Regions from separate parts of the Mus musculus genome. Here all the other regions are linked to region 2. Evidence: chromatin contacts called from public promoter capture Hi-C data. All regions are on one chromosome and are shown on one strand. Each heading gives the region's core, a stretch centred on a gene start, on an enhancer-like site or on the middle of the called end of the contact. The rest is flanking DNA. Distances are from core to core; before and after follow the strand shown.

What was found. Promoter capture Hi-C pulls out the DNA fragments that hold promoters and counts their contacts.
Region 1: a contact with region 2 is called in a promoter capture Hi-C map of pre-B cells. The contact joins the promoter of Edaradd here to the promoter of Idi1 in region 2. A contact is called at or near these places in 2 of 39 promoter capture datasets (cranial neural crest and pre-B cells).
Region 3: a contact with region 2 is called in a promoter capture Hi-C map of pre-B cells. The contact joins the promoter of Heatr1 here to the promoter of Idi1 in region 2. A contact is called at or near these places in 3 of 39 promoter capture datasets (the C10 cell line, cranial neural crest and pre-B cells) and 1 of 484 Hi-C or Micro-C datasets (B cells).
Region 4: a contact with region 2 is called in a promoter capture Hi-C map of pre-B cells. The contact joins the promoter of Net1 here to the promoter of Idi1 in region 2. A contact is called at or near these places in 1 of 39 promoter capture datasets (pre-B cells) and 2 of 484 Hi-C or Micro-C datasets (B cells and CD4 T cells).

The regions. Positions count from the first base shown.
Region 1 is chr13:12,518,507-12,523,591 of GRCm38.p6, forward strand. It overlaps Edaradd (EDAR (ectodysplasin-A receptor)-associated death domain), which reads right to left and starts at 1,944. Exons shown (of 6, transcript NM_133643.4): 1 at 1,412-1,944. The coding sequence starts at 1,442.
Region 2 is chr13:8,884,253-8,889,090 of GRCm38.p6, forward strand. It overlaps Idi1 (isopentenyl-diphosphate delta isomerase), which reads left to right and starts at 1,354. Exons shown (of 5, transcript NM_145360.2): 1 at 1,354-1,744; 2 at 2,480-2,652; 3 at 3,233-3,325; 4 at 3,671-3,801. The coding sequence starts at 1,608.
Region 3 is chr13:12,393,885-12,398,639 of GRCm38.p6, forward strand. Heatr1 (HEAT repeat containing 1) reads left to right here and starts at 1,491. Exons shown (of 45, transcript NM_144835.4): 1 at 1,491-1,586; 2 at 1,856-2,029; 3 at 2,538-2,754. The coding sequence starts at 1,888.
Region 4 is chr13:3,916,093-3,921,126 of GRCm38.p6, forward strand. It overlaps Net1 (neuroepithelial cell transforming gene 1), which reads right to left and starts at 2,128. Exons shown (of 12, transcript NM_019671.3): 1 at 1,846-2,128. The coding sequence starts at 1,973.

The DNA of each region.
Region 1 (5,085 bases), core at 694-3,193, 3.6 Mb after region 2:
AACTCCTCTTCTCCATCTCTTGAATCCAGTATCATTTACTAAGTCTGGGACCATCATGACTAAAACCAAACACCCCTTGACATCTTATTCATACAGTCCTCAGCACAAGGAGGACAATACATACATAGCAGCAGGCACCCGATGAGAGAATTGTCCCCTTAAGTCCCCTTCTGTTCTTGCAAACAATGTGAGGGTTGGCCAGTTCACTTGATAGCCCGTGGAGCGTGCTACGTTTGAATAATTTAGTTCTTTTTTTTTTTTTTTTTTTTTGATGTCACTAGTAAACAGCCCCCTTCCCAAACCAGCACTCCAAGATGCCAAATCAGAATGGCCGCCAAATCAGAATGGCCACTGGGCTTAAGCTTCTGGCCACTGCCAGACATGGTATCTTCTCTGTCAGGTCAAGCCGGTAATCAGGGCTTAGCTCTTGAACTCTGTCCCTACTCCACTCAAGAAATGAAATACGAAACACAAGCAATCACATCGATCTCAGCAGTCTAGTCTGGTTCTGTGTGGCTCTTACCAGAGTGTCCAACCTCACCAAAACCAGAGAAAGACCTAGCGTACTCAAAGGGACATATCATCCTTTCGTTCACAAACACCGATGGAGTTTGTAGCTAGATTACAGGAGGACAGAGGAGATTCCTGGACGTTGACGTTTAAAGGAATTTTCCTTAAATGAGGGAGAAGCGATAGAAAAATCTAGATTCTGACCTCAGATATCAAAGCACATTTTTAATGTACTACGGGGACTAGAGACCTCCACAGGTGGGGATTGCGCATGTGGGCTCAGCCTCGTGGCTCTGTGGACAGTATAATAGTTGAATAGTGGCTCGGAGAGGTTAAGACTTGCACAGAAGCAAACACATCTCAGCAAAGTGAAGCTAGGAGGGAGAAGACGAACAAGGAAATGTGCGAGTGGAAAGCAAGGGAGAGCCTGGAAGGAAGGGGGTGCAGAATCCTCCCTCCTATGTTCTTTTCTATCAAAGGTTGGCTGACTTGTTTCAACCAGGCACCCGCGTGGCCCAGAACAAAAGCGCTCGGCCGGGCCTCCGCGTGGGGAGAGGGACCACGCACACCTTGCAGTGTGCAGGAAGCGAGCGATCAGCTGCTGCTCACAGAGGGGCAAGCGCAGGGGTAGGATCGGGAGAGGTAAGACGCGTGCCGCAGCTGTTCCCATCCAGCCTGACACACATCTGGCGCCCTGGTGTCCAAAAGAAAAAAAAAAAAAAAAAAGAAAGAAAGAAAGAAAGAAAGAAAGAAAGAAAGAAAGAAAGAAAGAAAGGAAGGAAGGAAGAAAGAAAGAAAAAAAAAACCGCTCCCAGGGGATGACTGAAGTTCAGTCTTTCAGTCTCATTAATCCAGCTGGTGGTCACACCCCAAGTGAGGGCGCGGCACCTTGCCGCTTTACCTGAGCGCAGAGGGTCGTCCGGAGAAGCCATGAAGACCAGGAGAGGACAGATGAGTGTCCGAGCAGGGGTGGACAGTCTCTAGGACCCCTGAGAACAGCAGGATCGCAGGGACCCAACCTCTTGCGTGGTAATGCGCGACTCTGTCTGCGCTCTGCCCTGCTGCTGCTGCTGCTCCTCCTCCTCCCTTTCCTCTTCTTGATCTCTGCCACTTCTTCCTCGTGCTCACTTCCTGCAATTAGCAAAGCCCCTTCCCGGCGCGAGTCTCTCCAGAACTCTGGAGAGGATTCCGTGGGTTGCGGTTGGGCACGAGAGGACACCGAGGGGCCCCCGGAGCACTTGCCCTGCTGGTACCTAGGGCGTAGAACCCTGGTCTTACCACGGAGGTCCCACGCGATCGCAACTGGGAGAGCCTTTCAGCTAGCCTTCCCCTGGCTGCCGCACGCGCGGGTGGCTTTCCCGGCTCCTAATCTCGTCCTCAGCTGGGACACCAAAGCACTCCCAGCGTGCTCCTTGCACAGGCCCGGGCTGAGACGCCTGCCGGCGATTTGATGTTTGAACAGTTTCCTAATCTTCAGGCAGCCTGAACGGCGGCATGACCGCACACGCTAGCACTTTCTAATTTGATGTTTCTTTGGCATTAGTTACTGCCTGACCTCCTGGGTGAGCACTACACAAAGGAGCGGGAAGAAAAGTCAGTCTTGAGGTCTCTGGTTTACTCCTCTGAAGGAAAAAGCAAAAACCAAAAAAACAGTATACGGTTCTGTTAGAAATGCAGAACCCATGGGCCCTTAAACGAATTAAGATTTAGCTTAAATGGGATTTTATTCTAATTAAGAGCAGAGAATCTGATCTTTTATTTTTTTATTTTTTTGTTTTTTGTTTTTTGGGTTTTTTCGAGATAGGGTTTCTCTGTATAGCCCTGGCTGTCCTGGAACTCACTCTGTAGAACTCAGAAATCCACCTGCCTCTGCCTGCCAAGTGCTGGGGTTAAAGGCATGTGCCACCACTGCATGGCGAATCTGATCTTTTAAAATGGCTATATTTTATTTAAAAGTTTAAGTTATTTCTATTATTTTTTAAATCATATTGGGGGTGAGGGGTATGAACACACAAGTACAGTGCCTACAGGGTCTAGAAGACGGTGGTAGCTCCCCTAAAGGTGGAGTTGCTGGTGGTTGTGGCCTTGCTAGGAACTGAGCTTGGGTCTTTTGCAAAAGTGGTAGCACTTTCAAGGCTAAGCTGCCTCTCCAGCTCTAGTGGCAGCATCTTCACTATGTGCCATATACAAAGGTTACAGACACGTTACATTTAATAGGAATCTCTGAAAGGAAGCACATAATCTATATCTGCCTTGGACATAAGCATAGAACTATTTTCTTTTTAAAAAAGGAGTTTAAAGGAGATGCCAGCCAAGGATGTAGGTCAGTAGTAGAGTGCCTGGCATGCATAAGCCCCAGCCTGATGATATACGTTGTAATCCCAGCACACAAGAGACTGAGGCAGGAGGGGAGTCTGGAGTTTGAGACCACCAAGAACTTTATGGTGTGGGGCTTTATTAAAAAAGAGGAGGAAGGGGGGAGGAGGAGGAAGTAAGAAAAGAAAGATTATTTCAGTATTTGCTGGACAATTTCATTAACAAATTACCCAATTCAGATTAATTAATAAACTGAACATTTCAGGGAGACAGCAAATGCCAATGTATCTTTGTGGTGCCCCCCAGGCTGCTCTGTGGTTCTGAGGCTCACGGCACTCTTGGGGTTGGTTTGTATTCTCCATAAGATGCTGCCATGGAAGAGTTGGGTCTTTAGAGAGGAGGCCACAAAGGCTCAGGTAAGGTAGGGAAATTAATTTAGAAAGGGTATTTTCTCAGGGAGTCTACTTTGAGGTTTGGTCTGTGGTTCCTTCTATACTCCACGCAGAGATGGAATTCATTTCTGAGGTTTGGTTGTTAGAAACCACATATACAGTTGGGCTGTCTTGTTAGCGCAAGTTCTAGCGGTTTGTTTTTCAAAAGGAAATTGTCAGTACGTTTCGTTACTTATATCTTTCACTAGGTAGAAGATGATTCAGATATCTACAGTGTCTTTCTTCTTATGTGTGTGCACATGGATGAGTGTGTGCCATGGAAGCAAACGCAGAGGTCAGAAGGTCACTCTCTCCTGCTGTAGGTCATGGGGATCACACTCGGGCCATCAGGCTGGAGGCTAGGACCGTCCCTTCCCTGCTGAACTTAGTCTCTCCCTCTCCCTCTCCCTCTCCCTCTCCCTCTCCCTCTCCCTCTCCCTCTCCCTCTCCCTCTCCCTCTCCCTCTCCCTCTCCCTCTCCCTCTCCCTCTCCCCTCTCTCCTCCTTTCTCCTTCGACTTACTCATCGTCGTTGTCCCCTCCTCCTTCTTTGAGAGTCTCACTCTGTAAACCAGGCTAGCCTCAAACTCAGATCCACAGAAGGGCTGGAATTGCAGGTACCTTCCACATCTGACTAAGGTTAATTAATTATTTTTAGCCTTTATGTTTTTATGTGTGGAGGTGTGTTTGCCTGCCTGCATGTTTGTGTGCAGCATGTATGTAGTCCCTTCAGAGGCCAGAAAAAGGGCTTCTATTCCCTTGGTATTTGAGTTACAGTTGTGGGTGCTCAAACCCAGTCTTCCAGAAGAGCTGTCAGTGCTCTTAACTGCTAATATCTCTCTCCAGTCTAAGGGGAAGTTTTTTTCTTTTTGGCTTTTTGAGACAGTGTTTCACTCCATAGCCCTGACTGTTCAGGAACCTGCTCTGTAGACAAGGCTGGCCTTGAACTCAGACATCTGCCTACCTTCCAAGTCCTGGGATTAAAACCACTCAGTCCAAGGTCATGTGTTTGTTTTTTGTTTTAAAGAAAGAGCCGATATTTCAGTGTGATTCTTTGGCTTCCTTTCTCATAAGCTGTAGCTGCTGCTCTCATCCTCTATTTCCCCTACATGTTTTGTGATCACTAAAGTATAGCAAATCATAGGACCTACTGTTTTCAGTGTTCAAAACAGTAATGAACAGTTTTCTCATCCTCTTAACTTCCCATGAAACGCTCTTACGTCTCAGGACATCCAATATGGAAGCTTCTGCTGCTCCCAGAGACTGCCCTTCTGGGTAGTGGTGCTCATGTGACCCTTTCTAAAGTATTTTTTAAGACTTATTTTTATTTCTGTGTGGATATGTGTGAGTGCAGGTGCCCACAAATGCCCAATGAGATGTCTGATGCCTTTTTATGTTTTTCAAGACAGGGTCTCTCTGTGTAGTCCAGGCTGGCCTCATACTGAAAGATCTGCCTGCTTCTCTGCCCCATGAGTGATGGAATTAAAGGCATGTTCCACCACCCAGCAAAAAGTATGTGTTTATGTGTATGTATATGTATATATGGTTATGTGCATATGAGTGCAGGTGCTCACAAATGTTAAAAGAAGGTGTCTGATTCCTTAGAACTGGAGGTAGGGGGGCGTTGTGAGCCACCCAGCATAGGTGCCTGGGAGCCAAACGCAGGTCCTCTGTAAAAGTACCGAGTGTTCTATGCAGCACCTAAAATATATTGACTGACTGACTGATTGATCAGTTGTGTGAAAGCTTGCATTTATGTGTGCACACGTGGAGGCCAGAGCACAAATTTCAGGAGCCAGTTAGCTCTCTATTTTCTCCTGTGGATCCTGG
Region 2 (4,838 bases), core at 104-2,603:
GTGTACTTACATATAATAAATAAATAAATCTTTAAAAAAAAAATCTAGCTAAATCAATGAGCTTCTAATTCAGTGAGATGCCCTCTATGAAAAGATGGGATGGAGGGGCTGGTGAGGTAGCTCAGTGGGTAAAGACGCCTGCTCCCAACCCTCAAGACCTGAGCTTGCTGGGAGAACTCTCTTAGTTGTCCTTTAAGCTCCACTAGCCTCTGAGCATTGTGTTGACATTAATATTAATGTTAATATTGTAAAAGTAAAATGTTAATAAAAGCAACAGAGGAAGGCATTATGTACCTGAACACACACTTGCACATAATGCATACACTACACATATATACTACAAAAATAATAAACGTGACTGGGGTAATAGCTTAAATTAACTTTTTCACAATTACACCAAATCATAATGATAATTACTACTGTAACTAATAATAACTGTTATTATATTTATTCATTTATTTTTTAAAGATATATTTATTTTCTGTATGAGTACACTGTAACTGTCTTCAGACACACAAGAAGAGGGTATCAGATTCTATTACAGATGGTTGTGAGCCACTATGTGGTTTCTGGGAATTGAAATTAGGACTTCTGGAAGAGCAGCCAGTGCTCTCAACTGCTGAGCTATCTCTCCAGCCCCTATTTGTTCTTTTATTTACTTGGTTGTTCGAGACATAAACTTTTCCCCAATTGTATATGTAATAATTAATTCGTTTTTCCAGACAGGGTTTCTCTGTGTAGCCCCAGCTGCCATGGAACTCATTTTGTAGACCAGGTTGGCCTCAAACTCAAAGATCCGCCTGCCTCTGTCTCCTGAGTGCTGTGGTTTAAGACGTGTGCTACCAAATTTACAAAAGCTTCACATATAATCTGTAGTGAAAAATTCCTATCTTATAGTAACTTGAGTCGCTGAATTTATTAAGAATGGACTGTCACACGATGGTTTAACAACTGTCAAATTAATTCAGTCCAAACGCTGGTTCCCCAATCGGCCTCTACTTCATTTAACTTTGCTGGACAATTACTCCACATTGCAAAACGCCTTGGGAATTATTGCTGCTGCAAATCTACAGCACCTTCTAACTGGAAACAGACCGGAATAACATGTTGAGAAGGCAGGAGTAAAGCTTCCAAACTAACCCATTAGCAATGATCTCTTGAATTTTCTTAATTTCCATCAAGACCAACCCACAGGAATTCCAGTGAGAAAACTGTAGTTGTCAGAGCGCGCTTCTCAAGGCATCTGACATCATCACGCACAGACACTCAAGGAGAGTCAGGGACCCGCCCTAGCCTTGCCTCCAGCTGATTGGCGAGCCCGGGCATGGTCCAAGGTGCCATTGGCTGGCGACCGACAGGTCGAACCCTCCTCAAGAAGCCTCCCCAGAAAGGAAGCTTCCCCACCGCGGAGCAGCTAGACGTGCGGGCCGTCTCAGCTGTCCACTGGGAGTCGCCAACACCCTCGCTCGGGTCCCAGGGCCGCAATCACTCCTGGAGACCTCCAGCGCTTCTTTCAGAGCCACACGCAGGGCAAGTGGTGCCACCGCGCGCTAACCTGGCGCGGCCGTGACGTCAGGCTTGTGCTAGATTGGCAATTGGCTGGAGGCATGTGGCGCGGACGGACACTGGCGCGAGCGATTGGATATGCTGTTAGAGGGCGGGGCCTGGAGGCGGAGCATGCTGCGGAGAGGATTGAAGTACAGCTCTCCGCACAGCTTCTCAGCACCTGCAGCCGGAATCTCTGGTAAGCCTCCCTTCTATTTGGGGAAGGATGGCGAGAGGGGACCAAGAAGGGTGGGTGGCTGTATGAGGCTGAGGTGATGCGGTTTCCCAGCTTGACTCGCCATGGTGGCCTCTGACGTTCGGGGCTGGGTGCCTGGTCCTGGAAAGCGTTGGGTGGCCGACTGAGTCCCATCGGGTTCTCAGGGTTGTCCATGGAAACTCCCTGACGAGCGATTCAGCAGTCGTGAAATGTAATGGTTCATAGCCCTTGGGGAGTTGAGTTATAAAAAGGGACCTGAGAAAAATCTGTTCTTCCCTCCAGTATGGAGTACTTCACTTGTCTTCTTCCAAAAATGAATAAATAGGTCTACCCCTAAGCTTTCTTCTAGTTTAAGAGTGCTTTGCAGGTGTTGTGGTTGGTAAACGTCCACGTGGGTTTATAAAGAGATGGAAACGCGTCTTCGTTATGTGTCTAGATCTTTTTCTTGAGTTCGGTGATGTGCATTTGTACTTTAAACATCTTTAAGTGGGTGAGAAAATATCACTTTATCCTGTGATTCTGAAGTTCATTCTTTATATCCTGGCATTAGGAGTTCAAGATGTTATTTCAGAAAGTTTACAAATTGCTCACATTTGAAAACTGCCCTAGAGAGGATTTTAAATTAGTTTATGAATGTTGTAATTGAAGTCCACTTTCACTTCTAACAGTGTTTGTGTTAGAATGTCAAACTAATACAATGACTTTTCTCTGTGTTAGTGTTCTAGGTCAGATCAGACATTCTGTCACAATGCCTGAAATAAATACCAGCCATCTTGATGAAAAACAGGTTCAGCTTCTAGCGGAGATGTGTATTCTTATTGATGAAAATGACAATAAAATTGGGGCTGACACCAAGAAAAACTGTCACCTTAATGAAAACATCGACAAAGGTACTGTCTTAAAGTATTCTTTGTTATAAAGTGACTTGTCTGGACATTTAGCTAAGAAAAATCCTGAGATGAAAGGAATGCTTTCTCTTCTGGGGTTTGAAGAGGGTCTCACTGTGTATAGCTCTGACTGGCTGGTTGTCACAGACATCTGCCCCCCAAGTACTGAGAGATTCATTTCTTAATGCTGTCTTACCTTTCATTCCAGTTAAATGGTGTGTACAAGTAAAATCTACCTTTCTACCTCTCCTGTAATATTTCCCTCCACTAAGTGGCTTCAGAGTTATTTGGGGATCATAAAGAAGGAATAGATATTATCATAGTTCTCAAGTCTGTCTTTCAGAAGATTAGAGAGAGGAGTAGGTATTGAAGGAAAATATGATCCTACACACACACACACACACACACACACAGCAGGATACCAAATGGTCTGGGTTCAGCCACAGAGAACTTCATGTTAGAAGACTGGGAAGCAGCAGAACTGTCAAAATATGATTGAGAATAATCATATTCTCAACTTCAGGAGGGAAAACCAGACAAATAGCTGGCAAAATCTGACCAATCATATTTGTTTTGCTTTTAGGATTATTACATCGAGCTTTTAGTGTCTTCTTGTTTAATACTGAAAATAAGCTCCTGTTACAGCAGAGATCAGATGCTAAAATTACCTTTCCAGGTTGGTATACTTAATGAATAAGGTAGAGTTTGCTGGGAACTATTTAATCCGACTGAACTTTTTTGAGCCAACATCTAAAAGAATCAGCCAGGCACACGGCTTCACTTGTATTTTATAATAAGTAACCTTATCCACTGAGTCTAATCTAATCTGAATTATCTCTGTGTTTTGATCTTGATTAAGAAAGCTTTAAAACTTACCCATAAATGTCTTTTAGAAAATACTTCTGGAAACCTGTTATAATTAACTTAAAATTCTATTTATCTGATTACTTAGGAAAGTTTTTCCTCGGTCTTTCAAGGATTGGGGAAAAAATTCTTCTTTGTTCATATTACTCTTTCCCAGGTTGTTTCACCAATAGTTGCTGTAGTCATCCATTAAGTAACCCAGGCGAGCTGGAAGAGAACAACGCCATTGGTGTGAAGCGAGCAGCAAAGCGGCGCTTGAAAGCCGAGTTGGGAATACCCTTGGAAGAGGTACCCGCTCTTACTACTATTACACAGTCTGCAGCCTAAACTCAGGCATGTTAAGACACTGGGTAATTACCAGAAAGAAATTTTCAGCAATGCTTTGAGTGGAACCCAGAGTTTTGTACATTCTTGGTGTGTGTTCTTCCTTAAGTTCCAGGCCAGTAACTTTGTTTTGAGATAGAATTTAACTATGTAGTCCAAGTTTGCCTTAAATTCTTGATCCTCCTGCCTCAGTATCCCAGTTGCTGAGATTATAGTAGTATATGATCTGTGTTTCTTAACTTCCGGATTTACTGTATTAGCCCTTCAATAAGAACTACTATGTGCATTTTTATTGTCTTGGGTTTTGAGACAGTGCCTTGCTGCCCAGCTCTTATTGGCCTCCAACCAAATGCTAGGTTTTGCCTCCTAAATGCAGGGATTATTGGCCCACATTCCAAATCTAGCTAAATTTTTATCTCACTCTTTTTTAAAAAATACCTCCTAGATTTAATTTATTTTATATGTATGAACATTTTGCCAACATTTATGTACACAATATGTATGCCTGGTGCCCAAGGACACCAGAAAAGAGAGTGTTCGATCCCCACATGGGTGCTGGCAACCAAATCTGGATCTTCTGGTAGGTACTGCTGAGCCATCTCTCAGCCTCTTTTTTAAATAATAATAATAATACCTATTTTTACTTTGTGTCTTTTTCCTGCATGTGTCTCATGTGGGCCATCTACATGCAGTACCAGAGGAAGCCAAAAGAGGGAGTTGAATCCCTTGGAACTAGAGTTAAGGACAGGTATTGGCTGCCATGTGAATGCTAAGACTCAAACCATAGTCCTATGGAAGAACAAGACAGCACTTTTAACTCCTGAGCCATCTTTCTGGCCACCCTCTTTATTTTATTTTATTTTATTATTTATTTATTTATATTTGAGAGTCCATGGATCTCATGTGGCTCAGGCTAACCTTAAACTTGAGCTGTAGCTGAGGACAACCGTGAGGTGATGATCTGCCTGCCTTTAGTCTCCTAGCGCTGAGAATACAAGTAT
Region 3 (4,755 bases), core at 241-2,740, 3.5 Mb after region 2:
CTGGAGCAGATGGGCTTTCAGCACTGAGAGAGGAAGGACACAAGCCCCTGTCCCTAACCCAGAGGTATCTCCCACTGACAATCACTCACAAATCAGTTTTCTACAGTGGAGCTAACTCACTGTGCAAACCTAAGGCTAGGTCCCAATTACCATATGGACAATGTAAGATGAGCTAACTTGAACTAACTCTGTAGCATTTTTGGACCTTTTTTGCCTCATAATTCTTTGTCAGGGCATCTTTTCCCCTCCTTATAGGTCCTTTGCGTATATATCTCCGTTTCTGGTTTTGCATTTTTATAAGCTTTCTGTGTGTATAAGCAGGTATGTCTCTTTCTATATGTGTTTCTTGAGCTTTTTCTTTGGCACTTTTTTCTTCTCTTTGTTTTGTCTTATTCTGATGTTTGTTTTTATTTTGCCTATCGCCTTCGTCGTCATCATCGTATGTTTGTACCCTAAATAAGAAAGAGAAAAAACGGTGTGGATTTGGGTGGAAGGGGAAGTGTTGGAGGATCTGGGAAGAGTTGTGGAACGAAACTGTAACCAGAATATGAAAACAAAAAAGTTTTGTGTATTTTTTGTTTTTGTTTTTTGTTTGTTTTTGAGACAAGGTTTCTCTGTGCAGCTCTGGATATTCTGAAACTCACTCCACAAATCAGGCTTGCCTCGAATTCAGATCTGACTGCCTCTGCCTCCCTCGAGCTGGAATTAAAGAAGTGAGCCGCCACCTCCCATCTTGAAAAAAGTTATTTTCACTTAAAAAAATTAAAATGTCATGTTTCTAATAATAATAATAACAGAATAAGAAAAACACCACTCCCTAGGACTGCAGACAAGGCAAAGGTGATAAGGTTGTCAGTAACTGCGTTCAGCGAGTGTTTACTACTTACAGAGCAACCAGATTGCACTGAGAACTACAACTCACGTTAGGTTTGTGCCCTCCTCGGGTAGCATTAGAATTAGAAACGCGGCTTCCCGCGCTTCAGCCCCTCGCAGGCTGGATAAGTATCTCGTGAATGACCGGTTCCTGCTACACACCCGTAAAGCTCCCAAAGGCGGTTGGGGAAAAAGAATCCCAGACCTAAGCCTGAAGGCACATAGCAACACTGAGCGAGGCGTCGGGTACCTAGAGAAGCGAGCTGTAGCACCAAGGAGCGGAGGGGCGGGACTTATAGGTGGCTTTCTGGAAAGAAGGGGGAGGTACTGTAGGCGTGGCTTAGCACATTTTCGTGAGGGTGGAGCTTAAAGGAGGGGCGTGGAATAAATGTGGTGTCTTGGAAAGAGGTGCGGATGGAAGGCGGAGCTTAACTGGATGAGCGAGCGGAGGGTGGGGCTTTGAGGTTCAGGCCCTTAGAGGGGAAAGTAGGCGGGGAATTAAATGGCTGGCCTGAATAGGCGGAACTTAGAGTCACGGAGGCGGGGCCGTTGTATTGCGTTTTCTACAAAGGTGTCCCTTTTCTCTTGCCGTAGTGAGAAGCCGGAAGTTCCTATGAGGCGTGCTTTAGAGTTCCGGGACAGTGCCGGCACCATGTGGGAGCTGATCTGAGGAGTTGTTAGCTGTCTAATCCTGCTGATATTCCGAGTTCAGGGTGAGGAGGAGCACGGTGCGGCTAGGCGCGGCCGTGACTTGGAACGGGTGGCCGGGTGGGCCGTGAGGTCGTGGTGCAGAGCTGGGGAAAGCTGGTGCTGCGGAGGCGTAGTTAACGCAATTGCTGTGGTGGGTCCTGGAGGGTCGGGGAAGCAAGTTTCTGTGTCCTCGAAAGGACTGAGCGCTGTATTGCCAGAGCATGAGCCCTGGCCTGCCATCTGTTAAGGCGCCTGACGTTTCCTAAAAACTTTTCACGCTGTTCGTTCTTAGCCGGTGTTTTGAGACATCCGCCTCCGTGCAAGATGACGTCCTTAGCCCAGCAGCTCCAGCGACTCGCCCTCCCTCAAACTGATCCCAGCCTCCTATCGAGACGTGAAGTTGCCTCTCTGTTATTTGACCCCAAGGAGGCGGCCACAATCGACAGGGACACCGCCTTTGCCATCGGTGAGCCACCTTTCACTTAGCAAAGCTCCCAGAGCATGATATCGGGGAGTTGGGGGGGGGGGAGGTTCTGTATTTTCTTGCCCCCCCCCCCGTTCGCTTCCCGAGCAGTACCTTGTTTTCTTGGTAAGGGGGTGGGAAACAGCAATACTGCTAGATGTGTGAATGTATTTATAAATAATGGTATCTGAAATTTCACAAACTAACTAATATGTAAAAAGGAAGAAAAGTAAAGAAACCGAGACAATGACTGTGGTGTGAGAGGAGACTTTCAGAACTAGATGTAGTTTTAATGACTAAAAAGAAGGGCTCGGGTGGAGTTCTTGTCATGAAGTACTTTCTTTTCTCCTAGTGAGTGGGGGTCAGATTTATCCTATATGTTAACAACTAAAGCCAGTGTTTGAGAGTGTCTAACACATGGTAACAGAGTTCATGAGCTTGGGGGTGAGGAGAACAGGAGAGTATCTGTTGGGTTTGCCTACAAAGAAGTTACACGTGACTCTCCTCCTAGGATGCACTGGCCTGGAGGAGCTTCTTGGGATTGACCCTGCCTTTGAACAGTTTGAAGCGCCATTGTTCAGCCAGCTGGCAAAAGGCTTGGAGCGCAGCGTCCAGACCAAAGCAGTGAACAAGCAGCTGGATGAAAACATTTCATCGTTCCTCCTTCACTTGTCTCCTTATTTCCTCCTCAAGCCAGCGCAGAAGTGTCTGGAATGGCTGATTCACAGGTAGCTAAACCTTCATTAGTTGCCAACACTTGGTAAGCTAGATTGCTTTCACAAATTTCAAAGGTTAACATGATGTTTAGAATGTCAAGTGAACATGCTCTTCTTGAATAGGGTGCCATTAGTTCCTGTCTAGTGTGTTTAGGGTTTAGGGGGTTTGTTTGTTTGTTTGTTTGTTTTTTGAGACATGGTCTCAGTGTGTATCTCTGGTTGACCTCAAACTCACAGAAATCTGCCACCTTCTTCCCCAAGTCTGAGAAGTATGTCATTGTCTTTGGCTAGTTTTGTTTTGGGGATAAGGTCTTATTATAGAGCTCTCGTTTGTTGTTATTGTTGTTTGTTTTGTTTGTGGAGAGAGAGTTTCTCTGTGTAGTCTCAGCTGTCTTAGAACTCAGTGTGTACACCACCCTTGCCTCACACCCAGAGATCCACCTGCCTCTTCCTCCCAAGTGCTGGGATTAGAGGCGATACCACACCTGGCTCAAGCTGGGTTTTGACTTACTTTTTTTTTTTTTTTGCCTGTCTGGCCTGGAACTTACTAAGTAGATCAGTTTGCCTCAGATTTATAAATCTGCCTCTTTTTGCCTCCCAGGTCCTCAGTAGTGTGGTTATAAGTGTGTGCTACCAGACCAGCCTTAACTGCATCAGTACTCAGGAGCTGATGCAGCTTCACATTGCAGATCCGTTAACATGGGGGCAAAACGTACAGTTCCTTCTTACCTCGCTAGGTGTAAAGAATGTCTTTTAAAATATCAACCCAAATCACGTGGTATTAGTGATGTGCGCGTTAAGCATTTATGTACCAGGCCTTGTACTCTAAGCACTATACGTGCTAGGAACCAAACTCTGACCTCTGCGAGAGCAACAAATCCTGTAGATGGCTGAGCCATCACTACAGCCCTTCTTCATGTAACCTTTATTCAGCAAATGTTAAAGTGATAAAAAAATATATATATATCTGTAGGTTTTCCTTGGTTGCTATCTTTTAAATAAATACCTAAATAAAGTTTTACACAAGATTTAGAGAGGTAGCTATGCCAGGGTTTGTTGAGGAAAGCTTCATTCAAGTAGTGTTTTAGTTAATACCAAAGCTTGTATAAAGTAGATAGAAGGCAAGGTCTGCTACTATTAAAGTCCATGTAGGGGTTTAAGAGATTGCTCGTGGTGAAGAGTGCTTAGTGTTCTTGAAGAGGGCCTGGGTTGGGTTCTCAGTACTCACGTCAGAGCCACTTAGAGCTATCTGTAAAACTCCAGGTCCAAGTGCCCTCTGACCTTTGTGGGCAAGGGTATGCATGTGCTGCACAGGCTCACGTGGGCAATAATACATGGTGTTTTTTAAGTGCATGCAAGAGAATAGGAGAATCTTTAAACATTTTTAATGTAGAGAGACTGACAAAAAATTTTTTCAAGTTCATATACAAATTATATATGTTGTCATCTTTTCCTTTTCCATTAATTTATTTGTCATTTTCTATCTGAATAAATTAATGTGATCTTATTAATTTTTTTTTCTTTTTTGCTGGCTATGGTGCCTCATATCTTTAGTTCCAGTGCTTGGGATCAGAGGCAGGCGGAGCTCTGAGTTCAAGGCCAGACTGATCTTTAAAGCATGTTCCAGAGCATCAGGGCTACATAGAGAAACCCTGTCTTGAAAAACAACAATCCCTCCAACCCCCAACTGTCCCCCACCCCCTCCCAAAAAAACCTGGTTTTGGAAACATAGCTAAGAAAAGCTGTAGACAGTGACTGTAGCACAGAGAAGCTCAGTGAAGCTCAGTGTTTATTGTCTTGTTAGCCTGCTAGCTTTCTGTGACTTAGTGGTGACTACACAGTTTCATTAAAGTTGAAAGAAAGTGAATAGGGTATAAATTTTGATACTGAACATTCAAAATGTTACTGCCTCCAAATTGATTCAAACCACATTGACTCTAACTTGAATGCAAAATGTAGGGCTTCTTGTGTTCATCTTGTTGTGATTGATACTGGCCCTAGCTCTTTGTAGTT
Region 4 (5,034 bases), core at 878-3,377, 5.0 Mb before region 2:
TGTCTGGAGGATACTGTTTCCTTGGAGTCATCTACCAACTCTGGGCCCTAGAATCTTTCCTCTTCTGCACAGAATCAAAAAGGCTTAAATTCACTGCATGATGTGACCAACGCCTCCCAAGAGAATCTAAGGTTCCTGAGAGCAAGCGCTCCATCTGCTTTTGTTCACCTGAATCCCCATCATCCTCAACAGTGTCTGATGCTAGGGCAGGTGCAACTGTATTACACTGAGCACACGTGGAATGAAGCACTGCTTCTGTTCATCTTCAGGAAGTCCTCCTTTTCTGCTCCTTCACTAGCCCATCCTAATTCTTGTAATTCTCAGTCTCAAAGATGCCTTCTTTCTGCACTCTGACTTCTTAAACACACGGTCTGATTGGAAGAGAGGAAGTTTCAGAAGGCAAGAATTCTGGTAAATATTGCCTTAAACTTCAAACTCATAAAAATCAGTACTAACTGAAAGAATCTAGCTCTTTATAGAGTTACTTAATACAATGGGTTTGCCCATGCCTTGATAATGAAAGTAAGGTGTTTGCTTTTTCCTCAAAACCATTTGTCATGATTAGATTATAAGCTATATAAAAGATTAATTTAACATCCTATCAAATGACCTGGGCGTCGAGGTTCACACTGCAATCCGAGAACAGGGGGAGGCTAAGGAAGAAAGACCAGTTTTTAGGCAGAACGGTTTGGAGCCTGCTTGGTGACAATTCCTCTTCTCACCAATAGTCCTATGGATGTAAGACCACCTACAGTCCACCAGTTTCCATGGAGAACAGCTCTGGTACAGAAGTACAATATGAGTTTGTGGCCAGCGTCTCTACACAGGTAGTGAGTTCTGGGGTAACCAAGTTACACAGTGAGAACTTGTCTCAGAAACAAAACCAAAAAAACCCTGAAATCATGTCAAGTGGACCATGGGGATGTCTGAAAAGATGGAGCAGACACAGCACTGTTACTTTAACAGATTTAAAACTGACAGACAAGATTTCTGCCGAGTTTTCTGCCGAGGCCCATGATAAGTACTGATGTTCACACAGTGCCTTATATGAGGCAGACACTATCATAAACTCACTATGTAGACGTAGATTTGAACAAAGTTACATACTTTGTAACTCAATGTCTAACGTTATAATGGGAAACCATTGCATTCAGTACTTTGAGACCATTTCTCATATTTCGAAGGGCAAAAGAATGACAGAGTAGTCCAGACAAATGCCATTTCAATTTCCTATTTAATAAAAATATTATGACTCCCACAGCCTCTCTTCCAGACACAGATTTCTGAAATCAACCTAGTGTTTGCCTTTCCCAGACACATAGAAATGAAGATACAACACAGAATGTGAAAATGTGCTAATAACTGAAAAGCCAGAAAGAGTCTTTCTCTGATCTCTTCATTCCAGGAGCCTGTCCTGTTCTGGTCTGCAAAGGACATTTCATTTGAACAGCCGCTTTTAGGCTGAAAGGGTTGGTATCTGTTCAGGTGACAATTCCTCTTCTCATCACAGGGTCCACGACAGTCTTGATCTGAGCGCCTGCATCCACAACTAGTTTCTGGTAGAGAACAGCTCTGGTGCAGATGTACGGTTCCCCAGGGACGGGGTTAAAGGAGATTGTCAACAAGTCCAACGAGTCCACCCCTTCTACGCAGGGCCGAGCAGTCGCTGTGCAGCCCTCGGTGCAGCCCGCCGGGCAGCGCACTCTCCTCCCGCGGCATTTCTGCCCGGCCTTCCCCAACCTCCCCTACTGCACTGCCAGTCCTTGGTCACCCACCGTCCAGTCCATCCCGTCCTGAGTCTCCAGACTCGGTCCCCGGCTCTCACCCACCTCCCGCCACCCTCACCTCTCGTTCGCCGCCGGCCCGGGTGTGTCGGCCGGAAGCCCCGCGGCAGGTTCCTCGCTGAGCATTGAGACCCTGCGGCTTCTCCTCCGAGGTCGGGGCTGCTTCTGAGCCGCCGGCTCTGGCTCCATGTCCGGAGAAGGGGGGTTGGTGGGGCGGTGGCCCAGTGCCCAGGAGACCGATCGTGGCGGGCACAATGCCCGCCAGCTTCTGCGAGGCAGCAAGTCGCCTTCTAGCAGAGAGCGGCTACCGCCGTCATCCGGGGATTTGAAAATGGCGGCTGCCCAGAGATCGGCCAATCAGAGAGTGGGAAGCGGTTGCTAGGCTACGTGGAGTCCCGCCCTAATCAGAAGACTTCATACCAAACTTTTAGGAGCTCCAGTGACAAAGGGAAAGTGGTAAGGTGAAAGTTAGGAATTTGGGGATTTATTTTAACTACACACCTTACTCCTGAAAGGCAGTCTCTATTCACTAGAACTTTCACTTGCAGGGCAGGAAAATGGATCGGAAGCTGTTTATCATTTGTTGTTGTTTAGCGTTAGACAGGATGAAGGTATTGACCCCAAAGCAAGAGGCAGTTGGACGTATAAACACTAAGTTATACATGTGGAATATATTCCCAATTGCCAAAGACAATACTTTGTTCTCCAGGATGTCTCTAGAGAACCAGTGAAATCTAGTTATGTACTCCTGTCTTTCAGTAAGTAGGACACAGTCGCTTTACCGAATGGAAAGGGCTGCTTTCTCTGCTTGCAAGACTGCAAAACGTGCAGCATGAAACAAGGGACCCTGCTCAGGTTATTATGTGAAGATTGGTAAATAAAAACGTTCTCTGATTTTAAATATCGCTAATGGTCTTAAATGTAGTCTCTCTTGTATACAGGGAGATATTAATGATGTTGTGTATAATAGAAAAATTAAAGGCAATCTAAATGAATGACTGGGAGATGTCTAAATATAACTGATTAACTGTGAAGACTGCATTCAGCCGATAAAGAAATGGTCTTCTTCAGGGAATACCATTGGTTAGCCAATACTAACAGCTAGCCCTGAAAACATACAAATAACATCATACAGACTGAGCTGGCTGTATTTGTGTATTTAGGAACATATATGTATAACATATTGTTACATATTGACTATGTAACAATAATTAATAAAAAGAGTCCATGAATGTGAAAGATAGCAAGAAGGGGTATAGGAGAGAGTTGGGAAGGAGAAAAGAGAAGGGAGAAAATGGTGTGATTATATTATAATCTTGAAAATAAAAGAAAATTAAAAATAAGAGGTATATAGTAAAACAAAACATTGTGATTTTAACTGAAAGCATAAAATATGAAATATAGAACAATGATGGCTAGTTTTATGTCAATTTAGAAAAATTCTGTTTTAGGGTTTTACTGCTGTGAACAGACACCATGAAAGAGACAGCCCTTATAAGGACAATATTTAATTGGGGCTGGAATACAGATTCAGTCCATTATCATCAAGGCAGGAACATGGCAGCATCCAGGCAGGCATGGTACAGGAAGAGCTGAGAGTTCTATATCTTCATCTGAAGGCTGCTAGCAGAATACTGGCTTCCAGGCAGATAGAACAAGGGTATTCAAGCTCACACCCACAGTGACACACTTACTCCAACAAGGCCATGCCTCCAAACAGTGCCACTCCCTGGGCCAAGCATATTCAAACCATGACAAACCCTCTCTAATATTAGGCGGTAGGTAAGTCTATAGAACATTTTCTTAATTAGTAGTTGATGGGAAATAGGCCAGCCCATCATGGCTATACCATTCTTGGGCTGGTAGTCCTGGGTTCTGTAAGAAAGTAGGGAGAGGAAGACATGACGAACAAGCTAGTAAGCACTCTTCCACGGCCTCTGCGTCAGCTCTTGCCTCCAGGTTCCTGCACTGCTTGGGTTCCTGTCCTGACTTCCCTTGATGATGAACTGTGATATAGAAGTGTAAGCTGAATAAACCCTCCTCAAGTTTTTTTCCCCCTCTGTCACAGTGTTTTATCACAGTAATAGAAACCCTATGACAAATCATGAAGTGATTTGTGAGGGGAGTGTGAGTAAAATAAGCCCTCCCCCCTCCAAGTTGCTTTTGATAATGGTGTTTCATCATAGAATAGTAATCCTACCCACAAAAGAACTATAATTAATTATAAATCACTCTTTGTAATTATACAGAATAGAAAGTTGAGATTAATTAAATTTTTCTAGGTGGTAAGACTTTTGGCACTTAAAAATGCTTTTTATTTTTATTTTCTTGATTTAAGAATTCTTAAACAGAGTGAGATACTGGAGAAAATATTGCGTTTAGCAAATACAATGTAAATACAGAAATGTCATCCAAAACAATTGATCTCTATGCCGAGTTTGGTAGAATGAAGATATTTTAGTGGAACCACACACTTTTACACACAGAAGCAAGTTAGTTTGTCTCTATTCCTGAAGATACTGAAGCTGGTTTTGGTGTTATCACCAGAAGTTATTAGGGAACATTTACTATCAATGTGATAGATAATAAAAGATGCTGATATGGGGACTTCATGGAAGTTGTGCACTGCATGGAAATTGTGCAGGAAAATTCTTTCAATATTCATTCACTTGGGAAGTTGTTACTTTTTTTTTAGCTACTCATACATATCTATTGAATATCTACAATAAAATACTAGACTTTCAGCTAGGTTGTACCATAAGAAAAGGAATTGAAGGCCCATGGTATATTGAAGCACGTGGAAGGAAGCTGGACTTTTTACTTGTTGATGTTCTGTTGTAATAAAACACTCTGACCAAAGCAACTTACCAAAGGATGAGTTTATTTGGGCTTATGGTCTGTTGTTGTTGGGAGATGTGGCAGCAAGCTTCAGGAACAGTGTTAGGAGAAAAAAAATGATCATATCTTTGACTACAACTACAAGGTAGAGAGGGAACTGGAAATGGAGTGTGCTATGAACTCCAAAAGCCAGACCCTAGTGACATACTTTCTTCACCCAAGGGTCCACCCATAAACATTCCTAAATGGCACCACCAACTGGGGACCAGGTGTTTGAAGACTAGAGCCTATGAAGGACATTTGTCACTCAAATCACCATAACTACATATTGAGAGTTGGTCACAAAACCTTGGAAAAGGCCAGTGAAACCCTACAAATGTATAATAGATTGATCTTCTATTGTCTAAATGAC